Regions from separate parts of the Mus musculus genome. Here region 2 is linked to region 1. Evidence: chromatin contacts called from public Hi-C data. All regions are on one chromosome and are shown on one strand. The core of a region is the stretch at or near the end of the contact, and the rest is flanking DNA. Distances in the headings are between cores, read along the strand shown. Region 1 has its middle 4.4 kb from the start of Gm35260. Region 2 overlaps Ttll11 (tubulin tyrosine ligase-like family, member 11).

What was found. Hi-C and Micro-C count contacts between places; a contact is called where the count stands out from the background.
Region 2: a Hi-C map of the G1E-ER4 cell line shows a contact between it and region 1, with 4 times the contacts expected there. The contact joins two enhancer-like sites. A contact is called at or near these places in 1 of 15 datasets of contacts at CTCF or cohesin (the G1E-ER4 cell line), 4 of 484 Hi-C or Micro-C datasets (the G1E-ER4 cell line and nephron progenitors) and 4 of 115 datasets of contacts at active chromatin or transcription factors (embryonic stem cells and microglia).

The regions. Positions count from the first base shown.
Region 1 is chr2:35,507,186-35,511,216 of GRCm38.p6, forward strand. No RefSeq gene overlaps it. Among named protein-coding and RNA genes, the nearest start is that of Gm35260, 4.4 kb to the left of the region's middle. Within about 2 kb of position 1,691, at least 102 of the 459 cell types and tissues checked have an H3K27ac peak or open chromatin away from gene starts, as enhancers often do. A contact at or near this core is called in the G1E-ER4 cell line, where this site is marked.
Region 2 is chr2:35,830,091-35,834,480 of GRCm38.p6, forward strand. All of the region lies in intron 6 of Ttll11 (tubulin tyrosine ligase-like family, member 11), which reads right to left. Among named protein-coding and RNA genes, the nearest start is that of Gm10829, 9.2 kb to the right of the region's middle. Within about 2 kb of position 1,576, at least 90 of the 459 cell types and tissues checked have an H3K27ac peak or open chromatin away from gene starts, as enhancers often do. A contact at or near this core is called in the G1E-ER4 cell line, where this site is marked.

The sequences.
Region 1 (4,031 bases), core at 441-2,940:
CTCTGAAGCGCATATGATTCCTCTCACTTTGGGGATTAGAAACTGCAGTTCCCAGTCTGAGAAGACTGTGCAGACACCCAGCCTGTTAAGCGGCACAGCTGGAAGTCACTTAGCCGCAGAGGAAGTACCCAGGGTCTGCTGCGCGTAAGCAGCACTTAGCGTGGGCTAAGCGCTTTACAAACCTTATCCAGTGAAGAAGCCTTAGAACTCCTTCCGAAGTGTGCATATTGGCCCCAGGGGATCACGTGACACACCCAGACTCCAGTGACTCAGGAATGTAGTGTTCAGAGTGAGACTCTACTGCTGTCTGTGGTAGAGCAGCCTTGGGAAGCAGGTGAACAGGGCAGTGCCAGGATGTCCTTGAAAACACCCCGGGGATAACCACTTTCCTCCCAGGTGATTGCCTTTTCTTTCTTTTATGTGAGTGTGCTATCTTCAGACACACCAGAAGAGGGCATCAGATCCCATTACAGAGGTTATGAGCCACCATGTGGTTGTTGGGATTTGAACTCAGGACCTCTGGAAGAGCAGTCAGTGCTCCTAACCGCTGAGCCATCTCTCCAACCCCTCATGTGGTGATTTTCACATTTCCTTCTTGTACCTAAGCTATCATTAGTACACTCTGGTATGGAAACAGACAAGATGATTCACTGGGTAAAGACATGGGCCTACATGTCTCATGTCCTGGCTCCAATCTCCAGGAATCGTGTGGTAAACAAATGAAAAAGATTCTTGAGAGTTGTCCTCTGGCTTCCACACATGCTGTGGCACGCACATATCACACACACAAAATAAATAAGAAAAAAACTTAAAAGACAGTCTAGAATGGTTAGGCATCGTGGTTCATGCCTATGATCCTAACGTTTTGGGGGGGCAGGTATGCAGAAGCAGGAGGGTCACCCTAAGCTCGAGGTTAATCAGAGCTCTGTGGGAAGACCCTGTCTCAGAACAAACAAGTTGAGAAAAGACACTGCATTGATAGAGCTTGCTCCCCTGAGGCCTGCTGCTTACTTCCCATGTACCACCCCCCCTCCCCCCCGCCCCTCTAGGTGAGTATCTCTGCAACGGCCAGCAGCAGAGAAGTGATGGTTAGCACTTGCCTCTAGCCATGGAAAGATGGAAAGAACATCATGGCAAACTTAGAACTATCCTCAGGAAGCAGAGGAAACTGCGGCTGGCCATGTTTGATGTGCAGTGGATTAGGCTAGCCCACTCATTGTGCAGTGGACCAGGCTAGCCCAGATGCCTGTCCTGTTCTCCTACGAACTCTTCCAGGACCAGTTTCTTTCTGAGGATGTTTCCCAGGCTGCAAGCTCCTTTGGAAAGTCACCAGAGTCCCCCCAAAAGGACCTCTTGGATCATACTGTCTGTGACTACCCAGGGGTGACATCAGTTATAAAGCACAGCCTTCCCAAATGAATGCTTGGGATGCTCTCAAATGTCACAAGAAGAAGGGGGGAATGGCTACGAGCTTACTTATGTTCGCTTCGGGCAGCTGTGTTTTGCAGGCCCTCTGTGGGGTGTTTTCTGCAGTCCTGAGGGAAAAAGGCTTTGACTTATTCCAGCACAAAACAGCTATTTATAGCCACCAAGCGTGGGAAATGCTGGGCGTGGGACACTTGGTCGACAACCCAGTAAGAATCAGGCTTACAGAAACAGGCCACAGAGACCTGGAGAACACTTGGCAAAGCCTGTGGCCACATGGACTCTGGCCACCCACAGGCATGGACTAGGTACCTTGGAACAAGTTGCAGAGCTGTCCTGACCTCAAATCCCAATGTGTAAAAGAACAGAAATTCCTGCCACATGTGGTTTAAGTAAAGAACAAATGAGATAGTGTAAAAAGAGGATGTTCAGTAATGTCGTGGGTGCTCCGTCTCCATGACTTCTGAGCCCACGGCTTCTCCATTCCTGGATTCAGCCACCCCCCCAGAGCAAATATATTACAAACACCAGAATCACACTGCAGCCACATGTGCAACGATAGCCCCTCTGTAGTGAGCATGGACCAATTTTTTTTTTTTAACCAGGATTTCCTAGACAATACATTTAGTCTCTTAACCCTTTCCTTGTGTTAGGAGTCAAAAGTAAGCTTAAATTATGATTTAAGTAAACAGGGGTGAGGGAAATGCTCAACTTCTGTGGCTGTTTGCCATCTCATCTAAGGGACTGACACACCCACTACTGTTGGCATTCCAGGGAATCCTGGAACCATGGATCTGTGACTGTTGCTGTTATCTACAGTCGATAGGTGAGAAGACTGAGCGGGGGTGGGAGAGGAAGTAGGGAGAGTGACCTTCTCTGACCCCATCTGTTACACAGGTTGATTCTTAGAACCGTGACAGCATTCGCTCCACACACACCCCACCCCCACTCCCCATAGATAAGTACGTTAGCCAGGAAGCAGAAGAACATCTGAGACCCTCAAGCTAGAGTTATAGGCACTTAGGGAACTGAACCCAGGGCCTCCGTATGAGCAGCAAGTGCTCTTAATTGCTGAGACATCTCTCCAGCCTCATCTTTTTACTTAAAAAAAAAAATGTCTTATCTATTCATGTGTGTGTGTGTGTGTGTATGCATGCACACGTGCACGCCCCCCACCCCCAGGTCAGAAGTCAACAGCATCTTCTTCAATTCCAGCATCTTCTTCAATTGCTCTCTGAAGGGCTGGCTCGATAGCAGGCCTGAGCATAGCAAACATGGTGTCTACAGGCTTTTACTTTTCTCTCTCCCTAAAACTGTTAGATTACATTCCTAAAGCTACCCTGGATGAGACAGGCTGACTCCATGACCGGCTTCAAATTGGCAGTTCAGGAGATTAGGCCTAAAAGCCCAGGCTTCAGGCAGCTAGTCAGAAACTGCCCTGCCATCAGAAACTGCCCCACCACCTGACCTGAAGCAAGGGCAATGGGTCAGCAGTTTCCAGGTGGCCTCCACACCCCGGTAATGGAATGTCCTCAGAGATAGCGTAAAACACTTACCCTGGGATTCTCCTAGGGTGCTTTAAATCAGGCCTGCATGCTCACTTCAGAGTCTCTATCTTGGTAATAGGAGACTCCAGCAGGCAGGACTTCTGCAGAATAAAACCCTCTTTGCGTTTATACACTATTTGAGTTCAGTTCATTCCTGAGACAAAACACTAAGGACCAGCAATCAAAATTCATTATTTGGCTAACATGTTCAATCAAGACTTAGCAACTCTCCCTATCACAGACTCCTTTTCTCCTTAAAAAGCCACGAAAAAGCACCTGCTGCTGCTTGGCCATGCCTTTGCCTAATGCAGACACAAACAAGCCTACCCCCTTCGGCCCCCCCCCCCCCAGCCCTCCAGCATAACAAATCTTCTTTGTGCTGAGTTGTACTAAGAAGCTGGTGTTTGGTGGTGTCCTGACCCCCAGGGGCCACCCCACCCCTTACATGTTCCACACTTATTTATTTATTTATTATTTTAAAGACAGGCTTTCTTGTCTTACCAGGTGGCCAGAGATCCTCCTGTCTCTGCTCCCTCACTCAAGCATTGATTGAAATTGATTACAATGTCCACGTGCCGAGTTTTAAAATGTGTCCTCATGCTTGTGTAGAAAGTCCCTTTCTGACTGGGCCATCTCCCCAGCCCCGTCGTGACATTCTTCCTAGTTTTTCTACACACATATGATGATGCCCTTCAATCCAATTCAGCCTATTCATCGGGGCGGCAGTTCATGAGAGGCAGCCTTTAGAAGAATTTCTTTTCTAAGTGTCCCTCTTCCCCTTGTTGGATCAGAGCAGTTTCCTGCCTAGGCCCTCTGGCCCTTCTTGATTACAGCCCTTCCCTTCAGGGAGCCCAGGTCCTCCCCACCAGGCAGAATCTTGCCAATAAAGCCTACACAACTCAGGGGTCCCTCAGGGTTGGGCTCTCCCTGGTCCTCAGAGGGCCTCCAGCTGTGATTTTGGAAGCCTTCCAACTAGTTCCTGGCACCTGCAGCAGGCTAGGCTGAGCTCAGATTCCCTACCCTTCCCCAAGCCAGCTTTCAGAGTCATAGTTACCTGTG
Region 2 (4,390 bases), core at 326-2,825, 320 kb after region 1:
CAGAACTCAGGTACCCAAGAACCTCCCCTTCTGTGTGGAACAGTCTGAAGAAACAGGAGCCAGAGAGAGTCCAGACATGGAAGCTCACCTACTAAGGTCAATGTCCGCATGGGAAACAAGGGCCACCAAGAGCCTTTCAAGCCCTACATATTCTCACTTTACCGACCCTCTAATAAGTGTGCTGAATTGGCTTTCAGATACACTGAAAATTAGAAGGGAGGGGACAGGATATCACAGGCACATGATTTGCAGAGGAGGAAGAAACAGCTTCTAGCCAGAAAACAGAAAAGTAAGAAGAAAATAATCACTCGCAAAAGTCACGCTCTTCGAAGACACTGACAGAGAGCAGTCCCAAACCAGGTTGCGGAATCATCATTCAGACAAAAAGCCCCAAGATGGGTGTGGTGGCGTACACTTGTCCTCCCAGTGCTGAGAAGATGGGTGTAAAGGATGGGATGGAGCCCAGCCTGGATTGCATGGGAAGCCTCTGAAAGAAGAGAGCAGGGAAGAGAGAAAGGGAGGAAGGATGGAAGGGAAAGGAGGAGAAGGAAGAGTAGCAAACTCATGGAATGAGTAAATCTAGTAAGTAAAGATGCTTAGACACGTACACACAAGACCATTTAAAAAACAGAAAATACAAGGGCTCTCAAGTGTTTCTAACAATCAAAGACTCACCATGATGCTAAAAGCCAGTCTTGACCAAACTGAAAGTGCTCATGGATCTGCAGTTGACTGTTGGAAGGTGCTATAGTAATTGCTTAGACCCAACTGTCTTTTGAAAAAGAGAATCCCAGTGTAGGGAAGGGACTTTCCCAGAACCATGGGAAACGAGAGGAACAGAGTCAAAGAGCTGGGCCCAGGTCCTCTGGACCACCCATTCTAGATCATCTGGGAATGGCAGGCTTAGAGGTAGGTCCAAAGTACAGGCTGAGAAGGTTCCAAACACTAAGCTCTAGGTCGTGCCTCATCCTCCAGTGTGAGACCCAGGGCCATATGACCATTCCTGGTTTGTGTGGTTATACTCATTTGAATGGCTCTACAAGCCAGGTGGGGATTACCATGTGATGCACTGGTGCCTGGGACACTAGAGAAGAGAGGAAGAGACATGTCAGGTCCTGGTTGCTAGCAATGACTGCTAGCAACATCCCAGAGCCCTTTGCTGCTGGCCCAACAGTCAGTGAGATTTCCTAAGAGAGACTCTGAGTGGTAAGCAATACAGACAGGATTCTTTCCATGTGCATGCAAAGCCTCAGAGGGGGCTGGCTACATTGCCTACACAATAGAAATTTCAGATACAAAATCAGTACCACATGGTCTCTGTGCTTTGCAGATGCTGAACCTCACTCATAGCAGGTGTCCTGGGGCAGGGGTGGCAGTCAGGGGTGGGGTGGGGTGGAACAACACTTCGCTATTTGGTTTCTGCAAATGCAATTTGGTAAGTCTCTTGCATCATGGTTTTCCCTTGTTGAGAACATCTGGTATTTAGCTCTCACTGGGGCTTATCTACGGCGAGCTTCCAAACACTTCTCTATGTAACATTCTGCCACCCTGTATGTTGGCTTTAGAACCTTCCAGAGCCTTCACAGCTTCCTGTCAGATGAGTGTGGCAGTTTAGAAAGTGGTGCTACCATCACTGTGACTGCAGATAAGAGACCAACCCCAGCCACTTTCTTTAACACACATTTGTCCTCACCACAAAGGGCTGAGGGCTCCCGGAGAGAGTGACACTGAGCTGTCAAGACAGAAATGTTTGCGGAAAACATCTTTTCTGTCCACCCCCTTTTTCTAAAATAATACTTGCCTTATAAGTATTCTAACTATTTCTCTTATAAATGAGCATGTTTTGGGTTACATAGGAAAGAGCCTAGACATCTTTGATTGTCTCGGATATAATGACTGTTTTGATTAACGAGGCAACTTTACAATAGGAAAGAGGCAAACCACAAAATAAAACTCTGGCTAGCGCGTCTTGGTATTTCTGAAGAACGTGTGCCAGACTTGGTTGAGATCCTGAAATGGTCGCATGGGGCTGTGTTTTGTAATGAGGAGGGGAGCAGGTTTTTAAACCAAAAGATAGGTCCTAATTTGTGTATGACAGTAGGACCCTGTGTCCTCAACTCTACCCCTAGGTTCCCCTCAGCTCTACAGTTCAGCCAAAGCAAGCAAGTTCCTTCTGTAAGGGACATTGTCTGGTCTAGGGAAATATGGTACTGGACTCTGAGACTCACTGAAGAATCGTTCAGAACACTTCAGGTCATGTCCTCCAGGGATGTTTGCACATACCAAGAGATGTTCAACCCTCCAGGTTTTCTTCCTGTCCCCCTCACCAGGTGACAATATCATGCTGCTTACAATCCTCCAGTTCCCAGTCACCACGGTGTTCTCGTGTTCTCGCTGCCTTTCTGAGCAGAAGGCTGCTCAGAACTCCTCTCTCTGACCCACAGGCCAAGAAAAGCCTTGCTGTCACTGAGATCTAGATCTCTTCTGGGTCCACAAAGTGGTGGATATCCAGTGACTTTCTTAATTACGTGTATGCTTTAGGTGGGATAAGTTTCAGGCCTTTCTGTGACCTCCTCTGATTACCACGATGATGTTATGGGCAAGAAGTTATTTTCTTTATTTGGTAAACTAGGGATTTGAGGCTCAGAGAAATTAGTAAGATATGCCCAAGATTACAGGCAGAAAACAAAATAAAGAGCCAGGATTCGAGGCTAGCTGTCTCTGCCTCCCATGGTCTTCCTACCGTGCTCTGTAGACTTGGCTGAATTCCTTCCGTGTGTGTAATGTTTGATAAAGACTACATTGAACTGTGACCCGCCGGTCGCCCATTCTGCACTCATCCGGCTCAGCCCAGACAAGCAAGCAGGAGCAGGGGAAGCTTGCCTTCCAGGGCTCGTGATGATTTGTGGCGGGTGGCGTTCCTTCTCTCTTGTTTTTCTTGTGCTTTCCACAGTGTGGGGCCCAGCAGTAAGAATCTGGGAATCTTGCCTCTGAGTTCTGTTTTCTTGGACCAGTCTGACAAGTGATGGAAGTGCTTAGGGACCAGACCCGGCTGAATGAATGACTTCTATAAACTGTCCAGATCCTGCATTGGTGAGAGGACCAGGAGGTGAAGCCAAACCACACAGTCTACCACTGTCTCCTGCACCCTCATCTCTGCCACTTATCAGAGAAAACATAGAGCAGACACTATCTCTTTGAAGGGGTTTGAGTCCTAGAAAATATGAGCTAAATTTTAAGTACAATTTTAATTTTAATGAAAGCTTCAGGGAGTGCTGTTTGTTTGTGTTGCTTATCTTTCATACCTGGTGATTAAGTTAATTTATGCTTAATGGAAGAGGGTATCTCTAATCCCCAGACAGACTGAACATCTGTCTAGGACTGTGTTTCTGGAAGCCGTGAGCTGCTAGAGATGGATGCAATGAGACCAGGGCGTTGCTGAATAGACACCCGAAGGCTGTGCAAGGAGGACCAGGGACATCATCATGTCTGCCCAGTGCTTGTGCTGAAACCAAATCAACGTTCTGAGCATCTCGTCTGTCACTCCTTCAGTATCCTGCCTCCCGCTCTTTCATGTTATTCCCTGGATGGAGCTATGGAAAGGAAGTTGGGCTGCCGGGTATAGATCTACCATTAAAGCTAGCTACTCCCAAACCCCTCCCACATCTGTGCGTGTCTGCAGTCCCAGACGCTCCCACTTGCATGCACTCTCAGCTGGCTCTCCCAGGTCTGGAGGGAGCAATCATTCTCCTGCTTTACATTTTGGGAAACAAAGCCTCCAAAGGCTGAAGTAGCTTGCCTCAGAAACACAGCTTCTAAGCACCAAAGCTAGTATTGATCCAAATTCAGTCTGTTCTTGTTTTTACTCCCATAATAATGGATCAAACCACTTTGTCATGTGCTCTTGTAAATAAGGCTTCATTGGAACACAGCCACGTATATTTAAGCATTGTCTATAGTTACATTTCACATTGCAATGGCTGTCTCTTTGCTTCATGGCCACAATGATGTGAGTAGCTTTCTCTCTCACCACACCCTTCTCCCATAACTTTTCTGTCTCGTCACAGGTAGAAAAGCAATGTAGCTAGCCAACCACTGATTGAGACTTCTGAGACCATGAGCCAACTAAATTCTTCTTGTCTCTTCAACTATTCTATTACAGTGACAAGCTCATGACTAACACACCATCCCCACAGTGGCTCCATCATACAAGGGACCTGGGACAGAATGTGTGACTTATTCCCTCTCTAACACGTCAATCTCCCTGTAAACGATCCTTCCTCTCAGTCACAGAGCAGATGGCTGCTGGCAGAGGCATAGGATGGGCTGCACCACACATGAGACTAAATGTTCACACACCACAGTGAAGTGAAAAACACAAAAGGTGTGT